Regions from separate parts of the Mus musculus genome. Here regions 1 and 3 are each linked to region 2. A link is a contact called in public HiCAR-type data. All regions are on one chromosome and are shown on one strand. Each heading gives the region's core, a stretch centred on a gene start, on an enhancer-like site or on the middle of the called end of the contact. The rest is flanking DNA. Distances are from core to core; before and after follow the strand shown.

Region 1 (4,701 bases), core at 2,185-4,684, 2.5 Mb before region 2:
TTCTTGTCCTATATTTTATGTTTGTTTTGAGACAGGCCCCCTATGCTTGCCCCTCGAACACTTTCTCCATTGAGCCTCTCTCCAACTACCTTAACCATCTTTCCTGAACCTTACATCTTTACAACACTCCATTCCAGAATGTTTTAATGTTCAAATTTGGAGAGAAGACATATTTAGACCATAGAAGATAGACTTTCAGCTGCATTATACAGATTTGATGATTACAGAAGTATGCAGCAGTCAAACTCTCACATAACACCTTTTTTTTTCCTCCAGCAGATCAGGTTGACCGCAATACAGTTCTACATGTTGGTACGGTACAGTACTCCTGGTCATTCCCAAATGCTCATTTACTCCTTCAACCATGGGAATGCTTTATCTACAGCATTTAATTATCCTTTGCCATCCAAACCCCTGCCATGTGCTGTCCTATGAAGAAAAGGACAGATGGTTCTTAAGCACCATGTTTGTTTGTTTGCTTGTTTGTTGTTTAAAGGCTTTCTACATAGCTCAGGCTGGTTTTGTACTTAGGGGCATCCTCCTGACTCAGCCCCCCAAGTGCTAGGATCACAGGTGTGTGCCACTGTGCCTGGCTCAAACACTTCATGAATTTTGGTCTATTGTGATAGAGTTTTGTAAGTTTAATGTTTCTATCTGTGAATGAAAGTTCACATCTCAAGCCCAAGAAAACATCCCTTGTTTACTGTAGCTGTATGATCACACGATAGGGAAAATGGAAAGAGCAAAAGTAACCCCATTGTCTGTCAAAAGGAAAGACAGGGAAGAGGTTGGACATAGAAAGGTGTTCATAGTTGAAAGTGGGTGCTGTTCTGAGGAACTGTATAATTCTAGTGGGGACCCTAACATTTTCCCTACCAAGAGTTCCTACCTTATGGTAGTCCATAATATGTCCGGTGAGAAGTGCTCTTTGCATCTGTTTGACTTGTTATACTGTATGGAGTAGGAAAAGAAAATGCTGGGGTTCGTTTGCAGTTGGGAGCTTGACGCAAAGACATCACTGCTGCAAAAGAAATACTTTGAGTGTGTAGAAATAAGTGATTTGAAAATTTTTGTGTAGTGAGAACTATGCAAAAGACAGATACAAGAGGTTTGCTCGCAACCAGGAGTTCTAAGGTTGCAGGGGCAAAACACCACGTCTGTCTAAAAAATTGCTTTTGAAAATTCTTTACTTAGTCAACACAGAAACACACATAACTTTTTTATAAATGTGCATTGGTGTTTTACCTGCACGTATGTCTGTGTGATGGTGCTGGATCCAGACAGGTGTGATCTGCCATGTGGATGCTGAGAACTGAATCATGGTTGTGGTGGTTTGAATATGCTTGGCCCAGGGAGTAGCACTATTAGGAGGTGTGGCTTTGTTGGAGGAGTTTTGTCACTGTGGGTGTGGACTTCAAGCCTGGAAGCTGGAAGCCTAGCAACCTTCAGAAGAAAATGTAGAGACCTCAGCTCTTCCTTTACCACGTGTGGCTGGATACCACCATGCCTTGATGATAATGGACTGAGCCTGTGAACCAGTAAGCCAGCCCCAATTAAATGATATCCTTATAAGAGTTGCCTTGAATCACAAAAGAGATGACTCAGTGGTTAAGAGCACTGAATGCTCTTTCAAAGGTCCTGAGTTCAATTCCCAGTTAACCACATGGTGGCTCACAACCATCTGTAATGGGATCTGATGCCCTCTTTTGGTGTGTTGAAGACAGCTACAGTGTACTCATATAAAAATAAAATATATCTTCAAAAACAAACAAACAAAAAGAGTTGCCTTGGTCATGGTGTCTGTTCACAGCAGTAAACCCCTAAGACAGTGGTTCTCTGGAAGGACAGTCAGTGCTCTTAACTGCTGAGCCATCTCTCTACCCTCTTGGAAGTATGAATTTTGCCCCCTGCTCTAAACACTGGGGACACGGTGCGTCTGTGAAATGAATCTATTATACCTGACGACGTTGCATTCTTCTGGGCTAGAGTTTACATTTTTGGAGGATGAGGACAGACTGTACACAAGTAAAATAAATTATACATCACATAGCATATCCAATGATAACAAATGTTGTGTTAAACACACAAGCAGACAAACAAACAGACAACCTGAGCAGGCACGGGGAGGGCTGGGAAGCTGGAGTGGGAAGAAAGTGAGTGTGAACTTAGACAGGAACAAGAGTTCGGAGGGAAGGTGGCATTTAAACTACAACCGGAAGGAGATGAGAGAGCAATAGCAGAGCCACATCAGGTACAACCTCTGTGTACAAAGAACATCCGTGTCAGATCTCCTGATGTTTATGTGTGTCTGTTGTCTTAGAAACAGCAAAGTTGAATGGTGTGTGTGTGTGTGTGTGTGTGGCAAAAGTTTAGCTGTGAGAGTACAAGGTGCAGATGAACTTGGAGAGACATGGGAACAATTAGACACGCTCCAGTTGTGCATTTTATTATACCATTGCCTAATGCACTAAGTTGGTTATTCTACAGGATAATTTCTGAAAGGTATCTTGTGAATTTTCACTTCTTTTCAACTCAACAACAATGTGGTCGTCTTGGTCGTAATTGGCTCTGCTTACACTAAAGGGCCTTGCAAAGACAGGCATATGCTGAATGAATGAATGAATGAATGAATGAATGAATAAACGAGCAAGCAAATGAGGTAAGTTTCCCCTCTAGGGAATCCTCAAGCTGCCCTATCTTTATCGTCCTCCACACCCTTTCTCAGCTTGGCCTCTCTATTCACCCTGTCTGTTATAGCAACGTAATCTTCCTATGTCTTGTGCACCTCCTAACTGATATATTCTCTCCTGACTTCCAGTGAACCCAATTTCTACCTATAGTTGAAGGCCCAGGGCTGGGCCTGATGGCACATCTCTGTACTCTGAGCACTGGGGAGGCTCAGGCAGGAGGACTGGGTCTGAGGCAGGAGGACTGGGTCTGAGGCTAGTCCATGTTGTATGGTGATTTTTAGGACATCCTCTCTTACACAGCTGACAAGCTCTCCTTGTTACAGGGTGTCTTCATCAGCCTCACTGTTTTTTTCTAGGTGCCTAAAGCACCCTTCCTGTGAACTGAATAACCCCTTGGTACATTTAAAGTCCACTCTCCGAACACGTTCTGTGTTTGCAGAAGAATCTGTACATGAACACCAGCACTCTGGGAGGTTCTTGCAGCTTCGTAGACGCTGACTGGGTAAGAAAAGTTCAGTGACTTGACTCATTTCAGGCACAAATGAACAAAAAGTGGACCAGGGTCCAAGACATATCTCATACAAGACAAGGCCATTCTTAGACCCACAGATCTGTCAAGTTTAGCATTCCCTTTCTGTCATTTTTAGCATTCCCTTTCCGCACTTAATTCATTTCACTCTGCCAATCACCAGCGGCCGCGTCCAGGAAAGTATGACCCGCGCGAGTCGCCGTAGTGCCCCTCCCTCCACCACTCTGTTCCCGGCCAACATGGCGGCCCCCGAGTCAGCGCCGGCTTTGAGTCCCGGCTCTGCGGACGAGGAGGAGACGATTCTCTATGACTTGCTGGTCAATACCGAATGGCCACCTGAGACAGAAGTGCAGGTGAGCCGGGCTCTCTTTTTAAGGCTGTAGGCATGGCGCGGGCGCGGGCGCGGGGCGTGTAAAGCCACGTCGCGGTGCCACGCAGTGCAAGTGGAGCGGGGATAGCAGCTGTGTTGTCTCCTGGCAACGGCGGGGCTGCCGGGTCCAGGGCTCGCTGAAGGGTGTCTGTAGTCAGCCTTGGCTCCGAATTCGGCTGTGTATCCCCACTCAGGCTGTCACCCTCTCGGCAGGTCAGTGTCACTCTTCTTCCCTAGGTCCTTGTCATATCCGGACTTGCCTTGTAATCTTGTTACCTGTGGCGGGAGAATTTCGCAGGACTCTATCGTCCTTTAAAAGTCTCAGTAATACGCATTTACTAGTGTGTGTGTGTGTCTGTCTGTCTCTGTCTCTCTCTGTCTCTGTCTCTCTCTGTCTCTGTCTCTCTCAGTGTGTGTGTGTGATACACACACACACACACACACACACACACACACACACTCGGACCCCAGATATGGTGCAGGCTGCTGGGCATTCAGAGACAGTGTTTTCATGGAACTTGCAGTGTGGAGGAGAGATAGCCAATCCAGTGAACGTTTCTCATTACCAAGCCCGAAGTGCTGGCTGAGTAGAATGCCAAGGGAGTGGAGAGAAAGAAGCAGCGGTTCTCCAATTCTGCTGGAGACAAAGTTGTGGTGTTTGCCAACTTATGGACCCTGGAGTTACTAGTTTCCTAGGGAAAGCCTTCGGGTCATAGGGTGAAAGCAGGAGCCCAAGGCCCATTTACTTGACATACATGGTATCAAGTGCCTGGCATGCCCGTGTGTTAGGCCCTGGGGAAGCAGCATGGCTAGGAAGACTCTTAAATCTGGCCCAGTGAGCTCCTTTACCTTGTCTTCTGAGTATTTATTCTGCTTGTCTTCAATTAGGTCTTGTAATGGCAAAAAGCTGCATATATTGTTATTCGTTTCGGTTTCTAGTGAGTGACGTGGACATTTTGTAGATGATGAAATTGAGAGGCTGCTGCCGCCTTTAAGTTGGATAAAGATATCTAGCATTTCAGAAATGTCTGTAATACTGTCTCAATGCTTAGCACTATACGTTGATTAAAAAAACAACACGGAGTCAACTTATATTGAAATCTCGTTGTCCT
Region 2 (4,198 bases), core at 907-3,406:
CCTCTTTTCCCCGGCTAGAGCCTTGGTCTCAGCCAGAGGGGACACTTTTTGTGTCTCTTTTAAAAGGCCACCTTTGGAACAAAGGTTTAACACCTGCAGGCTGCTAAGAACAATGGCTACAAAAGAAACCAGAGGAGCAGCGTTTGAAAACCAACCGGGGATTCCCTAGTCCTTGCAGCGAGGGGAGGGGAATCGACTCAGAGAGAGAAATGCCCAGGCAAGGGGAATCAGCCCGGTGCACCCGAGCTCTACGAGCCTCCTAAGGGGCACGCGTGTCCGTGCCCCAGTTCAGATTCGCCGCCCTCCCTTCCCGGATCTCCCCAAAACGCCCCCGCTGCAGCCCGCCTCATTGTCTGAAACGGTCTGAAAACTTCGCAACTAGTCGAACGTGGACAGACACACAAATAAACCCTCTTAACGAGGCCACGCATAATGATCCCGGGAGTCTTTCGCCCCTGGACTTGAGAGCTTTCCGACCTCCCGCACCGTCCCCGGCCCCTGGCAAAAGACCCAGGATGATTTTTTTTTAATTTTTTAAAAAAAAAATTTTAATTTTTTTTAAGCAAAAAAACAAAACGCAAAAGCAAAGCTGGGCTGGTTACCTTGCAAACCAGCTCCTCTCCGCTGTGCAGATGCACAGCGCGGAAAACGTGGTCTCCCTCCAGAGGCTCCAACAGTAAGTATTTCCCGATGCAAGAAACGCAATGCGACAAGTTCGGAGTCTCGGGCGGGCTCGGAGAGCCAAGGTTCGGGCTGAAACTCTGGCTGGGCTCAGCGGACCTTATAGACGACAGCTCTTCGAAATCCTGGGTTTTGTTCCGCGATCTCCCATATCTCGCTATTGTGATAGGGGTAGACCTGTGTATGTTCATGAGTGTGAGGATCGCACACGACAAAACAAACAAACAAACCAAAAAACCCCTCTGGAGAGATGGATGAGCCGCGCCGGTGCAGGCGCCTCGGTGCTACCGACTTAAAAGGATCAAGAAGGGAGGGGACCCGTCTGGGGCTCCGTGGAGGAAGAGTTAAGAACTAGCCCCCAGATGGGCGCTGCAGGGCTGGTCCCCGGCTGCGAGCCCCGCTCCCGGGGGTGCTCGCTCTGCGGACAACTCGGGTCCTTTTGTTACCCAGAAGCTGCCAGCGCGGTGCAGAACCGCACGCTGGACTCAGTGGGTCTCTGTTCGCAGCGTGGATCTGGACGAGTGAGCGTGCCTCTGGGGTGAGGAGCTGCAGCGCCGGGCTTCTGAGCGATCCCCAGCTGAGGATCCGCAGACCGGGCGGAGAAGCCCTGCGTGGAGTTTGTGCAGTCTTCAGGGAGCGCGCGGCGCCGGCTCGCCCTCCACGCGTTAGAAACCAAACAAAAAGAAAAAGGAAATAAGCTCGGGTCTACCGGCTCACGCCGCGCGGCAGCCAGAATCCGCGCTGCACCCCCCTCTTTTTGGTGGAAAGGGTGGGGGGCGTGTAAGGGGGGTGCTAGAGAGGGCAGTTACCTAAGTCTTAACTGTAGATGGCGTCTGAGGCTTTTCCAAAAAATCGCAGAGCTGTCTCTCTCAAGAAAAAAAAAAAAAGACAGAAAAAAAAAATTGCAAAGGCGCTTTTAACTTGGGGCGGTCAGCAGTGGCAACAAAAGATTGCAAAAGCTGAGTAGGGAGTGCGCGGAGTAGGGCAGGCACAGGTACCGCGACAAAGCCCAAGGCAGAGCCCGCGCGGTCAGCACTAGCTCTTGCTGTCGCTGCTCACGTCCCAGATCCTCCTCCGATGAAGCAAGAAGTGCGGGCGGTGACCTGGGGGGTACCAGCAGCAGGAGCTTTCCGGGGGTCCTGCAGGAGCTGCCAGCAGATGCTCCCCGGACTCCGTCAACCCGCGGCGTTCCTTTTCCGCTGCACAACTGGGTCTTGAGCCTTGAAACAATTTGCAAACCACTCTTGTCTCCCGATGCCTTGCGACCAAATTGCACGGCGGGGTTTGCTCTGCAGGAAAAATAAAAATCGACGGCTTGTCTTCTTTTCTTATTATTTTTTTTTTCTTGCCACCCAGAAGTAGGAGAGGACCGTGTATTTAAAAATTAAAGGGGATGGCCACGGCGCCCTAGGCCAATCCCGGCGCTCAAGCACGCCCGCATCCCCGGGCGAGGCGGTATTAATAGTTACTTACGTGGCCGGGGATCTCGGAGCGAGCCCGGCTGTGTGTGCGCGTATGTGTGCGCGCGCGCCTCGCTTGCTCGCGCTCGGTCTCCCCATTCAATGTCACCGACACATTTCCACAGAGCCCCCGCCCTCTTCGCCGGCCCCGCCCTACCCACGCCCCGGCCCCTGTCATTGAGCCCGGAGCCCATCAATCAGCGGCGCCGCTGCCAGTGCGCGCGCGGCTCCCCTGCGCCCGCCGGCGGCCAGGGCTGCTGCCGCCACTCCTGCAGTGCCCCCACTGGGGGCGCCAGCCTCGCCCCCGGATGGCTCGGCCAGGCGCGAGGTAAACAGTGCTTTATATCCTTCCGCAGTCCAAGGGCTCTGGGCTCCCCTGGCCTGCTGTTCGCGCTGCAGCGACAGGGATGCTGGACTGTGTATCTGCCACCGTCGCCACGCAACACCGGCAGGCTCAGGTCAACTTTGAGACTTAGATCCTCTTCCCCGGGATTTTCCGCAGAAAGCCTCGCATCTTCTGGGTACCGGGCACCCCTCTGCTGCTATGTTAACCTGAACAAGCAGTTCCCCGCGGGTTTTAAAAAAAATGAAGGATTCTTGCAGCCCACAGTCTCTAGAATTAGTTTTATTCTTTCTCTCCGGTTGCTTATCATTTCAACAGAAGTCCATTGTGAGCTTGTAGTTAGTGTCACCACCCCTCCCCCACTTACCAGTTATAGGATTGGGGATCCTTTCAGAGTCTTTTGACTTCAGGACAAGGTCTTTGGGGAGAGCTCAGGAACACACACCTTTGCACCCACACTTCCAGCAAAGGATGTTGGCTCCTAGCCAAGGAGTCAGGCTTCTCCAGCCCCGGCATCTCAGTATTTAGGCCAAGAACACATTCAATACCGGGTTCAACGGAAGGCTGCACTTTGACCCTTGCTTATTCTTAACTTCCTGGGAAGGTTCTGGACCATTGGCTTGAACAGACCTGGGGAAAGTTCAGACCACAGCTTAAGCCTCTTGACTTTACCTAATGCATCCTGGTAAGAGTAGCAATGTAGCAGGGGAAAACAGAAAGAGAAAGAAGCAACCAAGGTCTGGGGCAAGACTGCTGGGCTTACTCTTGAGTTTTTACCCGCATAAGGCACCTCTTTCTATGAGGGAGGTCACTCTGTAACAATATTCTGCACTACCACTTTTGAACAGAAATAGAGAACTAGTTATAATTATACTTAACCGGGACAATAGTGGCTCTAATGATCAGGAGTTCCCTGAGGGTTGTTTCAGAGTAGTGAATGGACCTTGCTTGTTCAGCTAGCCACCCTAGAGGACAGATCTTGAGAAGAAACTAAAATGCCCCATGTCTTCTCATAGATCTCCCATCCTTCTCCCCACTCATCTGCCTTAAACTCAGACTCTGATCCCTAAACTGTCCCTTAAGGGGACCACAGCTTGAGGAAGTCACCATGACTACAGAGTAGTGTGCCATGCAGTCTCTGCCCAGTTCAAGAACAGGTCCTAGACAAACAATCTCTACAGAGGATCCATTGAGAAAGGTTCCCTGGGGCCTCTGTTGGGTGACTGTCACCAAACTTTCTTGTAGAAGTTTGAGAAACTTGTGTTCAGCATCAGTTTTCAGATTCAGAAGGAAACTGAATTCGCATGGGCTTTTTTGGTTTGGTTTGGTTTTTGTTTTTGCTTCTTTTTCTTCCCAGGATCTCTAGTTTTCGTCTGTTAAATGACAGCCCTGCGTACCTCATGTGACCCCTAGAACTGCAGTTGCAGTTCTAGGAAATATATGAAGAATTATGATAGTGTTTCTCAGCCTGTGAGTTGTGACCCCTTTGCGGTGAACAACCTTTTCACAGGGGTCACATATCAGATATTTACATTCTATGCATAACAAAAGCAAAATTACTGTCATGAAGTAGCAGCAAAATAATTTGATGTTTGGGGGTCGCCACAAGAGAAAGTGTATCGAAGGACAGTAACTTCCTGGAGTCCTGGAAAAATACGTGTTTCCTTGGGCTGTCATATTGCAATGACTACATTGCTCCTCTCTCTCTCTCTCT
Region 3 (4,686 bases), core at 1,202-3,701, 2.6 Mb before region 2:
AGTATAAGGTAATGAACATGGTATTTACCCTTAGTTGACTATTATGAAGCATATTTAAGGACCATAGCTTTACACTGTAGTCTATAACTACAAGCAAATACTATGTCCAAATAAAAAACTAAAAGTTTAAATAAATCAGAAACTTCCAAATATAGGAAATAGGTAACTTTTGGCCATGTGCTTCAGAATTGATTACTATATTCAACCTTGGTATTGGGGTCTTTCTTGCTAAGTTTACACAGCCTATCAGCCAATCTCTATACTGCATAGCCCAAGGGGTGTGAAAAAAGAGAGTGTTTTCATAGTAACAGACTTTGTTTTAAGGAAGATTTTGTTTCTCTAAGGTTGAGAAATAGTTTTTATTTTTAACAATAAAAACAAATTCTAGTTAACTGAAGGGGGGGGGGGTCATGCCAATGGAAATTGTCAGGTGAAGATATGCTATGTCCCTTTGGTTTCTTTCTTTCTTCTTTCCTTTCCCTTTCCCCTTTTTTCTTCTCTTCTCTTTTCTTTTCTTTCTTTTTTGGTTTGAGACAGGATTTCCCCTGGCTGTCCTGGAATTCACTCTGTAGACCAGGCTGGGCTCAAACTCAGAGATCTGCCTTCCTTTGCCTCCCGAGGCCTGGGATTAAAGGCATGGCCACACTGTTTATTTTAAATGATTTTGCATAAAGGTCGGTCATAAATGGATAGCGTAGGCAGTTCCTGAGTGTTCTGCCATTTTATCATTCAAGTGAAATCAGTTATAGGTAGATGCTAAACCTTCCCTTGCTCAGACAAACTAATTGAGCCATAAAGATGAACAACAAGATTGACTTGCCTAACAACTATGCCAGTTAAGAGTCTAGTTACATTCTGTCTCCTAGAATGAAAACTACTGGGAAAAGGGGGGCAATGGGCCAGGCTCAGTGGCACTTGCCACCAAGCCTGAAGACCCAAGTCCCTGGTCCCACAAGGTGGGAGAGGACCAACTCTAGCAAGCTGACTTGACCTCTGCTTGGAAAGACCCCTGTTCCCCTGACATGGAGATATAAATAGCAATGTAGAAAAAAAAAAAAAAAAAAGAAAGTGATGGTCTAAAATATGCTACACACAGAATATTGCAAGGTGCGTGCAAGACTGTCACAAACAGCAACCACGAATTGCTTGGCAAATTTTAGGCTGTATCTTACAGGATCCTGGTCATTTGCTAGGTCTATTTTCTACAGAAAACTTGTCTTTCACAGTTTAACAGTTAAACTCTTTAAGGAGAAACAGATACATATTCAAATTCTTCTACTTTTGTTCATATCAGAATATTGTCTTGTCCTTAAATTTGTGCATTTCTCCCAAAAATGTGTGCCTATAAAACAATGACCTACAACCCCCTGACAGATCTCGGGGCTAAAAATTGTGTTAAGTGACAGAATTCCTCTCAGAAGTGACTTTAAAAGAAATGCTTTCCCCTGAAGCCTGAGATTTGGAATTCCTGATATTCTTACAGGAGAAAAAGGAAACAGCCAACAATAGTATAATGTCGTTTAAATAGGTTAATAACACAAAAAGATAGTACATTTAATTTTATCTGTTCATTTACATATGTGTATGTGTACATATATATGTATATATTTATGTACATATGCACATATGTATGTATTGAGAAGGAAAGACGATATTTAGTATATTCAAGGCTGGTTGGAACTTTCCAAATTGTGTGTGGGTGGTAAGAGGTTAATAGAGAAAACAAGAAATATTAACTGGTGGGTTCAGTACCCCATCCCAAATCCTGTTTGGTATCACAAAGCAAGTAACTAATTCTCAAAAATTATATTTAGTCCGTGAGGAAAAAAATATTTTTCTTTAGCTTTGCCATTCAATGCTAACTCTCGAAGTGTCCAGCTTCCCGAATGCCGATCATTTTTACTATCAGCAGCTTTATGTATTCATGTATTTATTTATTTATTTTGTAAAGACCTAGGGGGATAAATCCAAGCAGGACAACATCATCTTTGCCCCAAATGTCCCCTTCCCCCACGCTCAGCGGCTGCTCATCCTGGCCAGGACCCGAGACAGAAAAGGGTTCCCAACAGTCACCGCCACGTCAGAGAGGCAGAAAACTGGACCAGGCGAGCGCAGACGCCACGGGACGCGACAGGTGAGTGCTCGGCGGGAAAGCCGAAGGCAGAAGGGAGGAAGGAGAAGCCGCTTAGCAAAGACTCCCGGGCGCTGCCGGCGGGGAAAAGCCCGGCCTGAACCCACCGTCCCTGCCCCACCGCGCAGGGCCCCAGGCGGAGACAGCTCTCCCACCATCCCACCGACCCCACTGCCACAGCAGCACACTCCACCCGCTCCCTGTGGGTCGAGGCGACTCGTTCGTAACCCTTTAGCTTCCCACAACGAACCGGAGAAGGCCGCCATCTTCCCGCACTCCTCCGCTGCGGGCCCGGGCGATTCCCTCCTTCCAGACACGCCGGGGCCGCGGCGGCGCGCGCTTCCGGCTCGAGCTCTTCGGTGTTCCGATTCCGGACGAGGATACAGACCCAGGAGAAAGGTTCCGAGGACGAAAAGACCCTCCGGGTGGTTCACTCAGGGCCTGTAGACTTTGCTTTCCCTAATAGCCAAGCCCTGTTATTGATATCCATCTTCAGAGTTACGATGTACCCAGAGGAAGTCGTGTGATACTGAGATCTCAAACAATGGATCAGGCTGTCCTGATAGTAAAACTGGGCCCTCTGACTTCAATCTCACAAGGATGAGCAGAGCCAAGCAGTTTGGGAATGACTTAAGAATACATTGAATTCATTGCCCAGCCAACCAAGACTAGCGAGTGTTCGTAACCCACAGGACCTGTTAAATATTTTTATTGGAAAAATTAGTGGTATATGTTCCTTTCATTCAACCATGTTTAATGTAGCTCTGACATTTCAGGCGTGACAGGCAAATTATTTTAAGTACCCCCTCCCTTTAGAGAGCTGGATCAGTAAAGGGATTATGGCTCATCTCCATACTATGTAAGGGGTGTGTTGGAGTCATCAGATAAACAACTAAGATTCGGGAATGTTAATAGATTATGTAATGCCACAGACAATGGCAATCGGGGATCTACCTAACTCTAAGGACCATTCTGTGCTCTCTGTAGCCTGTCCAGAAATTGGGGAGAAACAGGAAACCTTTAGGCAACTTAGGGCTAGAAGCACAAACTTGAGAGACAGATATCATGGGTTTGAATTCTAGCCCTGCTACAGGCTAGCTGTGCGATCCTAAAATCGTAGAACTTCTCTGCGCTCCAGTTCATTCATCTATAAAATAGATGATAAATATTAACATGAATGGATATATCATGATGGATAGATATGTGATAAGCTCGTGGTGAGTATTAAGTAAAATACATAAAGTGGATGGAAATAGGGCATGCCTGCTCCAAGGTATAGTTAAGAAGAAGGGTTTTGTTGTGGATATGGTAGAGAATACAGTCAGAAGCATCTAGAAAAGTCCAGAGTAGAAAAAATGGTGGCATGAAGGTGGCCAGCAGAATAGACTTGGCCATGAGAGGAGAGAGGGAGGGACAGTGAGAGAGGAAGAGAAGAGAGAAGGGCAAGAAGGGATCTAGAGAACCAAGAACACCAAGAAGGCAAGAAAGACCAAGAGAACCAAGCAAGCCAAGAGAGGAAGAAGAACCAGGAGAGCACATGGCTAAAATGGCAGAGCACATAGCTAAAACGGCAGGGGTTGATTTAGAAGCTGGGGGAGGGAAGGGAAGCCCCTGGGTTGGAGAGGTTTAGGGTAGGAGGGGGGCAGGGTGAGAAGAGCAGAGAGGAAACACAGGTGCTGAGTGAGCTGAGAGGCCATTGTGAGCTATGATATGCGACACCACAGTTAGCCTTTTGTTCCAGGGTCGTTGGGACCTGACACAAAGCTCTTAGAAGTATATTTGCTGTTCTATTATGCATAGTAATAATGTATATGTTGTTCTAATTATCATTATTACATGTAACAGTGTTGATCTGAAGCTCCAAAGGAAAAGGATAATCCATTTAGGCCTGCAGCTTCCCACTGTTAGAAGCAAGCAAAAGAAATGTATTCTAAGTACTACCATTTCACTTTTGACTCCATTTAATCATAGAAATTAAGTTCAAGGCCCTAGGCCCGAGATGAGCTTGGGACTTCCCAATAGCTGAATTGCTTCTATTACAAGGAAACAGTTATCTGACTCCAGACACTCCAGGGACAACTTGTAAGGGAACAGTTGTATGAATTGGACATCTCAAGGACAACTTCTCCTTCTTGCCGGCAGGGTCAAACTAAGTTCATGTTCCCAGGCCCAGAAACCTACTTCTGATAGACAAAAACTCCCGTGATCAACTCCTTTTGTCAAAATACAGTTGAACAGTTCTATAGCCCACAGTGCCCTCCTTTGCTTCATGGTTTCATCCTTTAAATATGCTCTGCAGGGTTTCTTCCGGGTCATAGTTCAGCTCCTGAGTCTGTTCTGCAGCCCTGATCATTGAGTAGCTCCTTGATTATAATAAATTATTGTCATCTACATTTACCGGTGTTTCATTTATGTTGAATTTAATTGAATTTAAGCAGACCTCACAACAGCTCTGCCAGAGGTTAATATTCACATTTATATTTTGCATTATTTACATTTTTATGAAAATGATACTGAATGCCTGTTTAATTGGTCTCATTTCCAAAGACAGGGAC

What was found. HiCAR-type assays count read pairs that join an accessible place to other places.
Region 1: a contact with region 2 is called in a HiCAR-type map of astrocytes, with 5 times the contacts expected there. The contact joins the promoter of Nbas here to the promoter of Trib2 in region 2. A contact is called at or near these places in 1 of 39 promoter capture datasets (hippocampal neurons) and 5 of 115 datasets of contacts at active chromatin or transcription factors (astrocytes, embryonic forebrain, embryonic limb bud and 2 more).
Region 3: a contact with region 2 is called in a HiCAR-type map of astrocytes, with 6 times the contacts expected there. The contact joins the promoter of Ddx1 here to the promoter of Trib2 in region 2. A contact is called at or near these places in 4 of 115 datasets of contacts at active chromatin or transcription factors (astrocytes, embryonic forebrain, embryonic hindbrain and 1 more).

The regions. Positions count from the first base shown.
Region 1 is chr12:13,265,693-13,270,393 of GRCm38.p6, forward strand. Nbas (neuroblastoma amplified sequence) reads left to right here and starts at 3,435. Exons shown (of 52, transcript NM_027706.1): 1 at 3,435-3,572. The coding sequence starts at 3,459.
Region 2 is chr12:15,814,629-15,818,826 of GRCm38.p6, forward strand. It overlaps Trib2 (tribbles pseudokinase 2), which reads right to left and starts at 2,157. Exons shown (of 3, transcript NM_144551.5): 1 at 603-2,157. The coding sequence starts at 872. It overlaps Gm5432 (a long non-coding RNA gene), which reads left to right and starts at 2,309. Exons shown (of 3, transcript XR_001780551.2): 1 at 2,309-2,469.
Region 3 is chr12:13,246,723-13,251,408 of GRCm38.p6, forward strand. It overlaps Ddx1 (DEAD box helicase 1), which reads right to left and starts at 2,452. Exons shown (of 26, transcript NM_134040.1): 1 at 2,382-2,452. The coding sequence starts at 2,397.